2 separate regions of the Mus musculus genome follow, and region 2 is linked to region 1. The links are chromatin contacts, called in public promoter capture Hi-C maps. All regions are on one chromosome and are shown on one strand. Each heading gives the region's core, a stretch centred on a gene start, on an enhancer-like site or on the middle of the called end of the contact. The rest is flanking DNA. Distances are from core to core; before and after follow the strand shown. Region 1 holds the start of Gdf2 (growth differentiation factor 2). Region 2 overlaps Shld2 (shieldin complex subunit 2).

What was found. Promoter capture Hi-C pulls out the DNA fragments that hold promoters and counts their contacts.
Region 2: a promoter capture Hi-C map of stem cell-derived epiblast-like cells shows a contact between it and region 1, with 2.2 times the contacts expected there. The contact joins the enhancer-like site here to the promoter of Gdf2 in region 1. A contact is called at or near these places in 1 of 39 promoter capture datasets (stem cell-derived epiblast-like cells), 1 of 484 Hi-C or Micro-C datasets (nephron progenitors) and 1 of 9 other capture datasets (adipose tissue).

The regions. Positions count from the first base shown.
Region 1 is chr14:33,936,665-33,943,674 of GRCm38.p6, forward strand. It overlaps Gdf2 (growth differentiation factor 2), which reads left to right and starts at 4,375. Exons shown (of 2, transcript NM_019506.4): 1 at 4,375-4,829. The coding sequence starts at 4,487.
Region 2 is chr14:34,231,337-34,238,346 of GRCm38.p6, forward strand. It overlaps Shld2 (shieldin complex subunit 2), which reads right to left. Exons shown (of 10, transcript NM_001360074.1): 10 at 5,697-6,250. The coding sequence ends at 6,012. Among named protein-coding and RNA genes, the nearest start is that of Syt15, 15 kb to the left of the region's middle. Within about 2 kb of position 3,870, at least 45 of the 459 cell types and tissues checked have an H3K27ac peak or open chromatin away from gene starts, as enhancers often do. A contact at or near this core is called in stem cell-derived epiblast-like cells, where this site is marked.

The DNA of each region.
Region 1 (7,010 bases), core at 3,125-5,624:
ACTGGGATTCTCAAAGGCCTGCAACCTCTCCAAGTCTTTGTCTCTAGACGTCTGGGATGAGTCAGGGCAACGTGAGAGGCTCTGACTGAGATCCAGGCGTGGGCAGGGACATGGGCAGGGGGTCAGGCCCATGAAGGCTGCATAGTACTCATGGGGGAAATATGAACGGTGAACCCCACTCTGTGGTGGGAGGAGCTGGTGTCATCGCTGAACACCTCTAATTTAGGAAGCAGCCTCTTTTTCATATGTAGCATCTCAGAACACATCACCAAGGACACCTCCCTCTTCCCTGCAGTTCTTGAGAGGCAAACCATGCCCGATTGTTCAGAGGAACAAAAATACATCCCTGTAGGAGCTGCATGGAGTAGCCAGAGGTAGGGAGAGCTGCGACTGAGAACCTGCTCCCAGTTGGCCCTTGATAAACACTGAGCCACTCGCCTGGCCGGTGACAGTGCCCAGACAGCACACTGCTTAGAACTGCAGTTCTCAAAGTGTGATGTTTGAACCAGCCACACTAAGCGCCTAAGAGCTGGTTGGAAACACAGAGGCTCAGAATAGATCAGAAAGCTGTGTGATCCCAGCAGGTCATTCCGATGCACGTGTTCAAACCTGTATATGAAATATGCTTTTATTTACTAGTGGTCGTGTGCTTTTCAGGCTCTCTCTCTCTCTCTCTCTCTCTCTCTCTCTCTCTCTCTCTCTCTCTCTCTGTGTGTGTGTGTGTGTGTGTTTGTGTTTGTGTGTGTGTGTGTGTGGTAGTTTTCTTTAAGCGGAGAAGTTTTGATGAAAGAGGAGAATTGTATGAGTTACAAAGTGAAACATGAAAAAGCAGCTGTCCCTCAGAATTAGTGGGAGATGGGTTCCAGGGTTCCACTACATACACCAAATCTGAGGATGGTTAAATCTCTTTTATTAAGTAGCCAGGAGAGATGACTCAGCAGGTAAAAGAGCTTGCTTCTCCTTCCAAGGAGCTAAATTCAGCTGCTATCGCCCATGTCAGACAGTTCACAGTTGCCTCTAACTCCAGTTCCACAGTATCTGCCACCTTCTCTGGCCTCTGGGCACCAGCGCTTACATGACACACACACACACACACACACACACACACACACACACACGTACACATAAATAAAAATAAGTTTTAAAAAGCATAAAACAACAACAAAGAAATGCAGAAATGAAAAAAATGCCTGCTCCTCTGATCAAATCGTTATATTGTATATATGAATGAAAATGCTACATTGCATCTTACAGATATGTGCAATTTCTATGTGTCCATTGAAAGTCAAAATACATTTTAAAATAAAATAAAATCACACCAAGTTGTTATACTGCATTGTTTAGGGGAAGGAAACCTCCTGCAAACACAAATCAAATGCAGGGTTGTTTGGGTTTTTTTTTTTTTCAATTGTTTTTAACCCCAGGGTGATAGCATCTAAGGATGTGGAATCCATAGACACGGGGAGAGGCAGCTGTATAGTTTAGTGTGTCCTTTGACACATAACCAATGTTAAATATTTGAATAAATAAATAGAGCTACTCAGCCCCTTTTCATTCCCAACTCATGCAGTCAGATTAGAGGAGGGAGCCTAGGACTAGATTAGACTTGACTGACAGATACAAGAGGCAGGGAAGGGGAGCCAGCTCAAAGGAGCATCCACAGCTTGGGGAGTAGAACAGAAACTGGAGAAACACCGTTATCTGTGAAAGCTTGTGTCCCCAGATGTTGGTGAAGTAGAATAAACTAAGTTGGGCTCTCATTTCATAGCTGTGGAATACAGCTCACTGCCTGAGCTTGCCAGCTGGCTTCCTCCTGGTCTCCCAACCATGCCACCTCTTACCCTCCTCCATGCACCAACATCAGGTACTCAAATGCAGGTGGCACCTGCGGTGTTCTCCTGCAGCCAAGTCCATCTCTTCCTTCTTATCTGACCCCACCGTTGGCCTCCTCCTTCCTCTGAGGCCCGTCCTCAGGCCCTCCCACCTCTACCCGGAAATCTGTGTCTCCATCACAGCAGTACCATCTCCATTTGGACTACTGAAGCAACATTAGGCATCTGGTGGCTCTCACGGTATTTTATGAATGATAAATGCACACACTTATTAGAATACCTCAGACCAGACACTTGGTGTTATCAAGATTCTGCTCTTGCGCTCTGTAAAAGCAGAGCTCAATCTGAAGCATCTCAAAACCTGGATTTGGGCCTGATGAATCACTCTCTAAGGTGCCTTCCTTCTAGAGGCTGTATACGTTCAAGGACATAGTATGACAAACTACCATACTGTTATCTCCAGACCAACACAGGTTCAACTGCATGACCTCGGGGACCCATGCATATCTAGGTAGAGATCTGGAACCCTAGACCTTGTTTTGCAGTGAATGTGTTCACTGTCATGGTGACAACTCTATTGCACATATATAAGGGGCTCCAGGCTGGAAATTTATGGGTAGTGCTGACCACGTGGGCCTTGACTCACACCGCACTCACCATCAAACCTGAAGTTTCCTGTGGCCTTCATAAGACACTAGTGAACACACTGTGCTTTGGCCCTTATGCTCAGACTCTTTGAATGTGGAGGGTGTTTGTCCTAGAGGTTATGGCACATCATGAGGCTACAGACCTCATTCTGCAGCTCCTCCAGGCCCACGGCTCTGCAGCTTCAGCGCCATCTCCTGGGCTTAGCATGCATTGCATTCATCTTTCCCAGTCCTGCTTCAGACGCGAATAGGTGCCCAGCACACTTCCGCTTTCAGCGGCTCCTCGCCATACCCTTCCCTTCTCTCCTCATTGTGTCTCTAAAAGGGTGGATACAAGTTAAGTTCTCCCTGGCAGTCCCTGGTTTCACTCTCCCACTCTGGCAGCCTGCTGTGGCCCATCCTACAATGTCTTGGCCCTCTATTCCCTCTCCCCGGGAGCCCTGACCGCAGACTATCACACCGCATCTTCCTTGGATTAAGCTGCCGCACATCCCAAGTGTTTTTAACTGTCTTCTCTCTTCACTTTGATTAACGCTACTTGTGATGAGACAGACAGAGGCTAAGCATGGAGATACAGCTTTTAAACACTGTCTTTGGGCTAACTCAAGCAGCCTTCATAGGAGAGAAACCATCTCTGGACATAGAGTCAGTCTCAGAACTGCCCAACGGCTCCTGTGAGCTCCAACTTCTCTGTGGGTCTCCTGGCTGAGAATCATGATCTAGGTGACCTTCCCATCAACATGAACCAAGTTGTCCTCTGAATACCCATACACACACACACACACACACACACACACACACACACACAAAACACACAACACACACAACACACACACACACACATACACACACACACACAAAACACACAACACACACAACACACACACACACACACACATACACACACACACACACACACAACACACACACACAAAACACACAACACACACAACACACACACACACACATACACACACACACACACACACAACACACACACACACACACATACACACACACATAACACACACAACACACACACACATACACACACTCACACTTGTGCACTTGCATATACCAGCACCACACAGACCAGGGTCAAGGCTGGTCAATATGCATCAGATACATATGTTTGTGGTACTAATAAGCATCTAGCCTGAACACAGAGCTTCCCTTCACCCCACCCCCACTGCAGCATGGTCAGCATCAGCACTGGAGGGTGGTTGAACATAGCTACCCACTGTCAGGAGCTGACAGTGGCCTACGTGTATGCAAACACATCTTCTTAAAGGAGACTCAAAGGGCTGAGGCCACAGCTCGGAAGAACAGTGGGGACAGGAGGTACCATCTGTGTTGGCTGGGACGTCACCAGTCCACTGAATGTTCTGGGCCCATGCACACTCCATTCTCAGTACTCAGGAGCTCTTTCCTCAGAGGCCAGTGCCTAGATACACTGCCGGGTTCCGATACCATAAGGACCAGACTTCGTCTAACCCTGATGCAATCTCCCCCATCACCCCACCTCCCTGACCCCCACAGTTTGTGTCATCTTCTGGGTACTTGGTGAGCTTTCTATATCTGGGGAACTCCCCAGCCTCATTTTCTGAATTCCTTGTTTCTGTGGTCCACCAGGATACGGTCTGTGTGCCCCTGCCTGGAGAGTCTTCTGAACGAAGCCAGCTAGGAAAGGAACAAAGATTCTAATTAGGGTGGATGACCCTCCGGAGAAATGCCGATCCTTTACAGTAGTCAGCATCCTTTCCACCAGCCCCTAGTGCTGGTCAGATGTTTATACAGTCTTCATTAAAGAGAGCTGCCTGAGATAAGAGGTCCGAGCAGAGCATCCACACCCAGATAAGAAGAGTGGAGGATTGTTGGGGAGACCGTGAGACAGCCAAAGTCTTGGCTAAGCAGTCAGCAGGACAATGTGGGCCTATTCCTCCCGGGCTCCTCGTTGCACCAAGTGATAGACCACAGCAGCCCCTCAGGCCCCCTTCAGGGCCCAAGATGTCCCCTGGGGCCTTCCGGGTGGCCCTGCTCCCGCTGTTCCTGCTGGTCTGTGTCACACAGCAGAAGCCGCTGCAGAACTGGGAACAAGCATCCCCTGGGGAAAATGCCCACAGCTCCCTGGGATTGTCTGGAGCTGGAGAGGAGGGTGTCTTTGACCTGCAGATGTTCCTGGAGAACATGAAGGTGGATTTCCTACGCAGCCTTAACCTCAGCGGCATTCCCTCCCAGGACAAAACCAGAGCGGAGCCACCCCAGTACATGATCGACTTGTACAACAGATACACAACGGACAAATCGTCTACGCCTGCCTCCAACATCGTGCGGAGCTTCAGCGTGGAAGGTATAGTGCTTCCTCCAGGGTTCCGTGGGGTGGGACATACTGCACCCTGCCCCCCACAGTGAAGTGGCTCTGCCGTGTGGGACGGTCACTGACCACGGCAGACCTTCAGGTTTCTGTGGAAGTGACTCCCAATGAAACAGGGAGAAAATACGAATTCCCTGTTCATCATTTGCGTGGCTAATGGCTTCCCTACAGGGCAGTGCAAATCATGGGCCCTGTCCATCAACACTAAAGGATCTGGTGCACAGCTCCTCCTCCGGGCCACATCCACAGTTAACCCCATAGGTACCCAGTATACCAGGTTTCTGCTTCCCTCTGTTCACTCCCTCTCTGCCTCATTTCCCTGTTTCTGCTTCAGCCTCCTTTGCTCTGCTTCCTGCCTCTCCTACTTCCCCCTCCCTCCTCTCTCTCTCCTCTTCTTCCCTCTCCTCCCTTTTCTTTCCACTTCCTCTTCCCTTCCTATCTTCCTCTCTCCTTCCCTGTCTTCTTCTGACTTAGAAATAGATCATTCATTTAGCCTGCAATAAACTTGTATATTTTTTCAGCTTTAAAAGGAAACCAGGTTTTCTCTTATAAAATGCATTTTAGAACTAGATTGTAAAATGTCAATAGAGTAGAAGAGGCAGTGGGCAGTGTGTCTGTCCAATATGTTTTCGGTGTGAAGTGTCGTTGATTTAGGAAGATTAGATAATAAACACGGAGGTGAAGTCTGTAACTGACAACTCACAGAACACCAGAATCCACGTAGTATGAGTTACTGAAGAGAAAGCTGGGATTGCTAGGGCTGAGGAACCCGGGTCAGGCACCCTTTGCAAGGTCACGTGGCTGGCCCTACGTCCTGCATAGAACCAGCTGCATAGAACCAGCTCCCCTTCTTCTGGTTTGGCATCTTGCTCTGAAGGACCAGGAGCCCAAGGCCTCTCTCTTTCTGATTCAGAGATTTGCAAATGCCCAAGGGTTCCAGTTCAGGGTCACAGGCAAGCCTGGCCAGATCTGTCCAGCCTGCAGAGCGTGTGTGTCTAAGGACACTTGTGACCACCATACATGCTCAGTGCTGCTGAGTTTTCTGACTGCCCAACAGAAGTTTCAAGTTATTATGTAATAAGTCTTATATTTCTAAGTCAGAGGAAGACAGGAAAGGAGAGTGGACCTGGAAGGGAAGAGGAAGTTAAGAGGAAAGAAAAGGGAGGAGAGGAAAGAGGAGGAGAGAGGAGGGAGAGGGAATTAGAGGAGGCAGGAAGGGGAGCAAAGGAGGCTGAAGCATATATATATATATATATATATATATATATATATATATATATATATCTTCATTTATATATATATCTTCATTTATATATATATAATATTATATTATTTATAATTAAATTATGCACACACTCACACACATATGGCTTCATTTTTAAAAATATAAAATTTACAGGTCACCAGGCCCCAGGATTCTCTAGGATCTCTGCCTAGGGGAAAGGCTAGATTTTGGTTTTGGTTTCGGTTTTTTATTTGGGGCCTAAGTCATCATATTCCACGGGCCGGAATGTGAAGCCTAGCCAGAGATACCAAGCTCCCTACATCATTGGCACAATTTACTCCACGCACTCAGCAGCAGCAACACCAACAACCCTCACACATGACCTAGGAAGCATTCGTCTAGTCCCTGTGGGCCTGTGATTTCTGGTGTCTGGCAGCGGTCCCACAGCCACTGCAGAGGTAGCCTCAGGGAGGGCGCTTTTGGCCATGAGTGCAATGCACAGTTCTCTCTGTCTGATGTGGCACAGCACTCACCAGATTACTCGGAAGCTTCATGGGCGCATCCGTGATGAGCAGTGAGAACACAGCGAGCAAGAGTAAAGGGCTACATGCTTTGTCATGTGCACTGGGCTTGCGCAGGATGGAAGGGGTACAGAAGTATTATTAACTGAACATCAGCTCTTGGCTCATGGCCGGCCTGTAAGTCTCTTGGGCCACCTTGATAAAATGGTAAGATGGACCCCACTATACAAGAGAGGAAACTGAGGCACCAAGAAGCTCCAAAGTTCCCAGGGAGGGGCAGTGAAGACTGACACCTCCATCCTTCAGACCAGTTGCTGGGTTTCAAGGAAGCTTGGGTCTCTGCTCATCCTCCCACATAAGGAGCCCCATCCCCTACTCCCACAACCTGAGAGAACGGAGGCCTGTTTCTGA
Region 2 (7,010 bases), core at 2,620-5,119, 290 kb after region 1:
TGTGGGTGGCTGCTTGTCTTGTGTGTACACCATATGTATGCAGGTGCCCAAGAAGGCCAAAAGAGGGCACCAGAGCTCCTAGGAATGGAGTTACCTAATGTGGGTGCTGGGAACTGAACCCAGATCCTCCCGAAGAGCAGCAAGTGTTCCTAACTGCTATGAGCCATCGCTTCAGCTCCATCAGTATGGATTTTAAAGAGATTATCAAAATCCAAATTCCCATGCTGGCATAGTGACACACCCCTTATAATCCCATCATGCAGAAGGCTGAGGCAGAAGAGTTTCAGCTTTAAAGCCAGACTACATAATGAGTCCCTATTAAAAAGAAGATGAGGGAGGGGTTCGAATCCTTATCATAAAAACATTTTCCCTTCAAGCCCTTGAAATTTAGATTCATACATTTTTGGTAGAGAAGCCATTAGTAGTCATCTTAAACAAAAAGAAGCAGGTTTTCTGTATGTTCATAAAGCTGCTTTTAAGCAGACAGTGCAATAGGGATTGCGAAGCCAGTAAAACCCTGGTTTCTAAGAACATGGCCCATGGAGCAGTGTCCACCACTGGCAGCCTTCACCACCCACCTTGAGCCCTACAGTGAAGCCCAATACTCCAAACTGCTGTTCCTGACAGCTTGCAAAAAAAATAACAATCGGGTTATACTGGGGCAGTATTAAACTTAATTATCAACTGATGTAATTAACTTTCATAAAGGAGTTTAGAGGGCAGAATTCTTTAAGGGTGAGCAACTACTGGTCATCATAAGAATATAACATCAGTATTCTGCTTTCCCCAAAGTCAAGAAAACAAAGAAAAAAATTCTAATCTACAAGACAGCAGGAAAGGGAGTGTCCCATGACTATGGCACGCGTGGAAATACCGTATGAGGAAGCATGAATGGATATGGTCATTATTTAAACTAAGCATGGCAAGCCAATGGTCAGGTTTTGAAGAGTCCTGAATGTCCTTCTTCAGAGAATCCAACCAAGAGCTCTTCCTCTGTGGGTCCTGACTCCAATTTCTAAAAGAATTAAGACATTTTCCTCAAACTGCTTTCATAGTTAGCAATGAAAGTTCGACAATTCAACAAATGTTTCCAGGGGGGAAGGCCCCTGGGGCTGTCTTTGCCCGGCTGCCTTGGTAGCGTTAGTCTCCAGCTTCTCAGTTCCCAAGCTGCAGAGACGCTGCAGCTGCAGCTGCAGCTGCAGCCTTTGCTGCCCTGAACCGAGACTCTGCCCACCTGCTTAGCCTCTCGGTCAAACCCAGAAAGTTCCCGGAGAGCAAAGTGGTTCTCAGAAACTCTTTCATCCCTGTGCTTTGCTTCTGACTCAGGGGCTCTTTTTAAAAAGGTCTGTGCTTCATCCAGCTTTCCCCCTTGTTGTTAATGTGAACATCTATCTGCCTCTAGCGGAAAAAGAAGTCCTTTCCCAGAAAAAGAAGGCCCAGCTTGGTGGAGGGTGGGGAGGTGGCAGAATGGCAGCAACTTGGTAGGTAGAGCCAGGAGAACCAGGATTCAAGGACAGCCAGTCAAAGACAGTGGGTGAGCTGCTGTCTTCACTTGACTCTGTGCATAGCAAATGACCACGGGTTCTCAGTGGATGCAGCATCAACATTTTTATCCTCTGCATCTGTGGGTTGGCCGAGCAGGAGTTACCCCAGGTGAGGTAACTTGTTCTCACGCCGTGGGTCTGGATGGGCTGGGGGATCCTTACCAGAGCAGTGCCATGACTGTTCACACTGACCACCAGCTACCCAGGGACAGCGCCTGTCGAGATGGAGGCAGAAGCATAGGAGAGCATGTTTTTTGTCTTCTGCTTGTATGGTGCCCCTAGATATCCCTGGGCCAAAGCAAGCCATATGGCCAAGCTGAAAATCCAGGGTCAGAGAAGTAGACGTGCCTTTTTGGCAAAGCTACACAACAGTGGGCACAGCTCCAGGGAGGGGTGAAGAATTTGAGGGGCGATGTGAGGCAGCCCCAGGGGCCTGTGCTCTCCTGAAGGAGCATCTCTGGGGGAGAGCACTTCCTGAAGCTGCCTACTGGCCTTGGTGTCATGGCTGCCAATTTGGCATCCCATAATGATGTGTTGTAATTTGTGCAGTCATTTGTCAATTATGCTTTTCTTACTTTTCTGTGTGGAATGTCTGCCCAAATTACTTCAAGAGCCATGAGCAGCCTGTGCTCATCACTGTCAGAGGATAATTAGCAGAGGAAGGGAGATTATTTTTCACTTTCTTGCTACTTTCTGGTCTCCCTTGAGCACTTCACAATTGGAATTTACCCAGAATTCTGTTCATAAGAGTTGGAAAAACTGGGTTGGCAAAATGGCTCAGCGGGTAAGAGCCCTGACTGCTCTTCCGAACGTCCTGAGTTCAATTCCTGGCAACTATATGGTGGCTCACAACCACCCATAATGAGATCTGACACCCTCTTCTGGTGTGTCTGAAGACAGCTACAGTGTACTTAATTATAATAATAAATTAATTTTAAAAAGAGTTGGAGGAATAAATTTTCAAAACTGACTTCCTTTTCCAGACAAAGGCAATCCCCTGCTGTAAGGGATTTGAATGGTGTTGCTGCAACAAACACTGTAGCAAACCAAGGTCGGTCATGGAGTGGTGGGGAGACCTCACTAAAGGGAGGTCCTGGAAGTTCTGCAGCTCGAGGTTCCTGCCCCTCAGGAGATCTTCCTCCTTGCCACATTCAGGCTCCGGCTGGGGTGACCAAGCACCTGAGAAAGGGGTGTGGTGGGGGGAGGTGGGGGAGGGGAAGGATGGACAGAAGCACAAGACGGAGCAATAGGACCCAGGCAGTGAGTTAGCTATAGCTGAATGCTGGAAGTGTGGACAGTCTACCTGTGGAACCAGACACTACTAGAGGAATTCTACTTAATTTACTTACTGCTCATGGTGATCAAAGCAGTCACAATACTGAGAAAAGAGGAAAGGGAAGGGGAGAGGAGAGGAGGGGAGGGGAGGGAAGGGGAGGGGAGGGAAGGGGAGGGGAGGGAAGGGGAGGGGAGGGAAGGGGAGGGGAGGGGAGGGGAGGGAAAGAAGTCATGGCACTTGTTCTAAGTTTTTAATCCAAGGAGCAGGGAGAAGCTAGCAACCTGATAAGAGAGTCTGAAGAGTTAATTAGAAAAATATAATGAAATAATTCACTGATTAGATTCCATAAGCTCAGCTCCTTCAACATAATTGACAAATCTCTTAATTGAGTTTAGCATGCAATTTTAAAACCAGACTGTAATACTTGACCATTATACTCCACTAATACTTTCTATGGAAGGAATGGTTTGCCTGAATCACTGTTTGCTTTAAGGAATTGTGCTTCACTGCGGAAAGGAGGAAGGAACAATCTCTTGGGAATTGAATAAGGTTTTGTACATCAGCGGGATAAGGCAGCACCCGAGCCCAGGAGAGATCCCTCCCATTAGCAGAGCAGGAAGGAGGACACGCTGCCTCCCAGTCCCCCGCAGCAAGAGAGCAGCTCTGGAGCTGGAATCAGACTCCAGGGGTCCGAGATGCTGTCGGTATTCCCTCTCATCAGAGCGCAGAACTGTGGTACTTTGCAGTCAGGGTGCGTGGAAAATAAAATCTTCCCTTCTTCCTCCTTAAACTTCTCCATCCCTCCCATGTTTCTGTGTAAATTAACCATTTGTCAGTAATGAGGAGGAGTGAAATCAGGCAAATAACCACCTTGGCTCTCTCGGTTTGAGCTTGCATTAGTTTGCTGACTGACAATCTTTCAGGCAGGAGTGAGCGAGCAAAGGTGGTCTGCCAAGGGACCCAGCCTAGCGCACTGTGTCCAGGGCAGGAGGGAGTAGACACGTGACTCAGAGGTGTGGCTTCCAGCTCAACCTAGGATAGCAGCCCGGCCTTCTGTGGTATGTCTCCACTGCCCTCTAGTGTTTAGCATCATGGTGGCCACGCTATGGCCACTCACTAGAATGGCTGTTACCTCAGAGCAAGTGGGGAAGGTTAGATCTAGAGCCAGCAGGCCACAAAAGCCAATATCCGGGGTGGCCCTTCCCAAGCACCACCTCTTCCTCTCTGATTGCTACACCTGATCAAGCACTATATAATCTATAGGCGCATACCATCTAAATATCTGTGATGTACAATGTACAGCATTACACATTAGCTAAGGAATGAGAAAAGGTGTATGCTAGTTTGTTTGCCCTCTTCATACTGTCCTTTGAGCATGACTCTTCTTGTGTGTCAGGGCTACACACCCTCCTGTGAATGGCATGGTGCTGTCTGTTATCCATTTACTGCTTGTGGACTCTGTAGTTTGGAGCTGTTACCTGGTGTGTAAGGATTCCTCTTTCCCTACATTCTCACCAATATTTGCAGTTTGTCTCCTTTGGTTGGGATGGAGGACTTTGAGTATAGTTTTTATTTGCCTGTCCCTGAGGGCTAGAGATGTTGGATATTTTCTTCATAGACTTAGAAACTACTTGGATGTCCTGGAACTCTAGACCAGGCTGGCCTCGAACTCACAGAGATCCTCCTGCCTCTGCCTTCTGAGTACTGAGATTAAAGGCAAGGGCCACCCCCACCCCCAGCTCACTTGTACTCCTTTTGAGAACTGCTTGTCATTTGTTGATTTTGTTTGTTGTTCTCTGTTCTAGATAGTAAAACACAGCTGACGGTTTCTCTCCTGACCTGTATGCTGTCTCTTTTCTCTGTGCTTCGCAGAAGTTTTAAAGTTATCTGCAGTTCCATTTGCCAGTTCTTGATCTTATTTCCTGAGCTACTGGAGTCCTTTCCATGAGGCTCTGCCTTCTACAGCCACACCAGTCCGAAGGTGCCAGGAAGTCCTTGCTTGTGTCTCTATCTTAGAAGTATTTTCCTTGTGTTTTCTGGTAGTAGTGTCAAAGTTTCAGATCTTAGAAGTATTGATCCATTTTGAATGCCTTCTGTAGTGGATGAGAGAATTCTCACGTGGTTTTCCCAGGACCACTTGTTGACACGAATGCCACACACACTGGTGTATGGCCTGGCACTGCTCCATCATACCTGCCAGGGGTGAGTTCTGCACCCTCTATTTCATTCCCTTCATCCACACGTCTGTCTGTTATTGTCATTGTGGCTCTGTGAAAGTGTCTGAAATCAGACGCTGTGCTCTCTGTCCTCAGGGGAGGCTCTGCTCAAGGGTGCTTTTGTTCCACAGGAATTTGAGGATTGTTTTTTCTATTTCTGAGAAGAAACTCACTGGGATTGTGCTAAGAACTACATTGAATATTGTAGCTTGCTTTCAGGGCTACAGCCATTTTCATGATACTAATTCAGTCAATTAACTTAAATATCATGGCAGGAGTCCCAGTACTCTAAATAGAAGCATTTGTGCCCCTCCCTTTGGCTATACTGAGACAATCGGTGCCAAGGAATTGGAATCTCTCCTGAAGTCTCCTGCTAAAGATGAAAAGGTGGTACCCTAGTCTAAGAGGAAGCTTGTCTCCCAGAAGGAAACTCCACACAGTGCTGACAACTTACAGGACAGACCAGGGGCCAAGAGCCCCACAGTAAAGTGTCAGTGGCAGGCAAGGATGGATACGACCACGCCTGAGGCCATAGCAACAGCACTGCATCCCTAGCCCAGTAGACACAGTTATAATGAAGGAAAGCAATTCAGTTTATAGCAGAAAGTCAGTGCTGGGGAGAATACCAACAGAAAAACAAATAATAAAAGCTTCACAGAATTTTCTTTAAAAAATTATGTATTTAGCACAATTATATTATGCTAATAAATTACCTATTTTAAAAACTCTAAGCAAAATCCCTGTCATTTCATTTCAAAAGATAGATCATAGGGTTGGATGGCTCAGCAGTTAAGAGCATTTTCTCAAAATCTACACGGCGGCTCACAACCATCTATTACTCTAGTCTCGGGATCTAACACCCTCTCCTGGCCTCTGTGGGTGCCAGGTACATACATGGTACACAGACATACACAGGCAAAACATTTACATACATATAATAAAAATAAATGCATCTTCAAAAGACAGATTGTTTCATCACTCCTTCCCAGGAATGCCTCCTGTGCCCTCTGCCCTTAGAGAAAGTCCTGGGCTCCACAGCTTACGTGAGTCAGGGCAGAAATCGAGTAGGGAGAAATCCTGTTGCAGTGGGTAGCTGTTCTCATCCAACTCGAAAAGGCTCTGGATCTTCAGCACACAAGGCTCAGCACTGACAGCCAACAAGGAATGGAGCAGGTCTGAGGCGACCATGCCGTAGGTGACCTCTGAGGAAGGCACTGAGGAAGAACAAAGCACACACGACACTCAGGACCCCACTAGCTGCACAGAAACACATTCTGAAGGTTTCCTGTCTCTCTTGGTTCCTCAAGCTTCACAGACTTACATCTTTCAGTTCTTGTTCTACCCCTCTCTTTCCAGCGTCCAATTGTTGAAGGGAGTCTAGGAAGATGGTGTGTTTCCCACTGAGCACGAAAGCAAGCACAAGCGACACCCAGACTGACAGCAGCCCCAGCCATCAGCTCCCAAATACCTGAGGAACTGAGGTCTGCTCCCGCCTGAAGTAAGGCGGCCGTGTCTTGGGAGCAATCAGGAACACGTGTTCTTGCAGGACCTGGATTTAATTTTCTGCACCCACATGGCAGCTCACAGCCATTCCTAACTCCAGTTCTAGGGAATCTAATGCCCTCTTTGAACCTCTTCTGGTGTTTGACTGTTTACACTCAATTCAACACTCAAACACATAAAATAAATATAAAAATAAATTTTAAAAATTGCATGTCCATATTAAAGAGGGCCTCATACTTACTGCTTTACAGTTTTAATCATAGTGGTGCATATATAAACTGAGTATGTCTGAGCTGAGGGTCTTGCAAATGGAATGTTTTGGGATGTTAGATTTAAAAATAAACAAAAAACAAATACCCCAAACATTTGTATATACAAAATAAGGTATCTTAGGGATAAGACTCAAATATAAACATCATTGTTTCCTATTTCTGGATTAGATGCTCAACTTTTAATTAACACAAAAAGCTA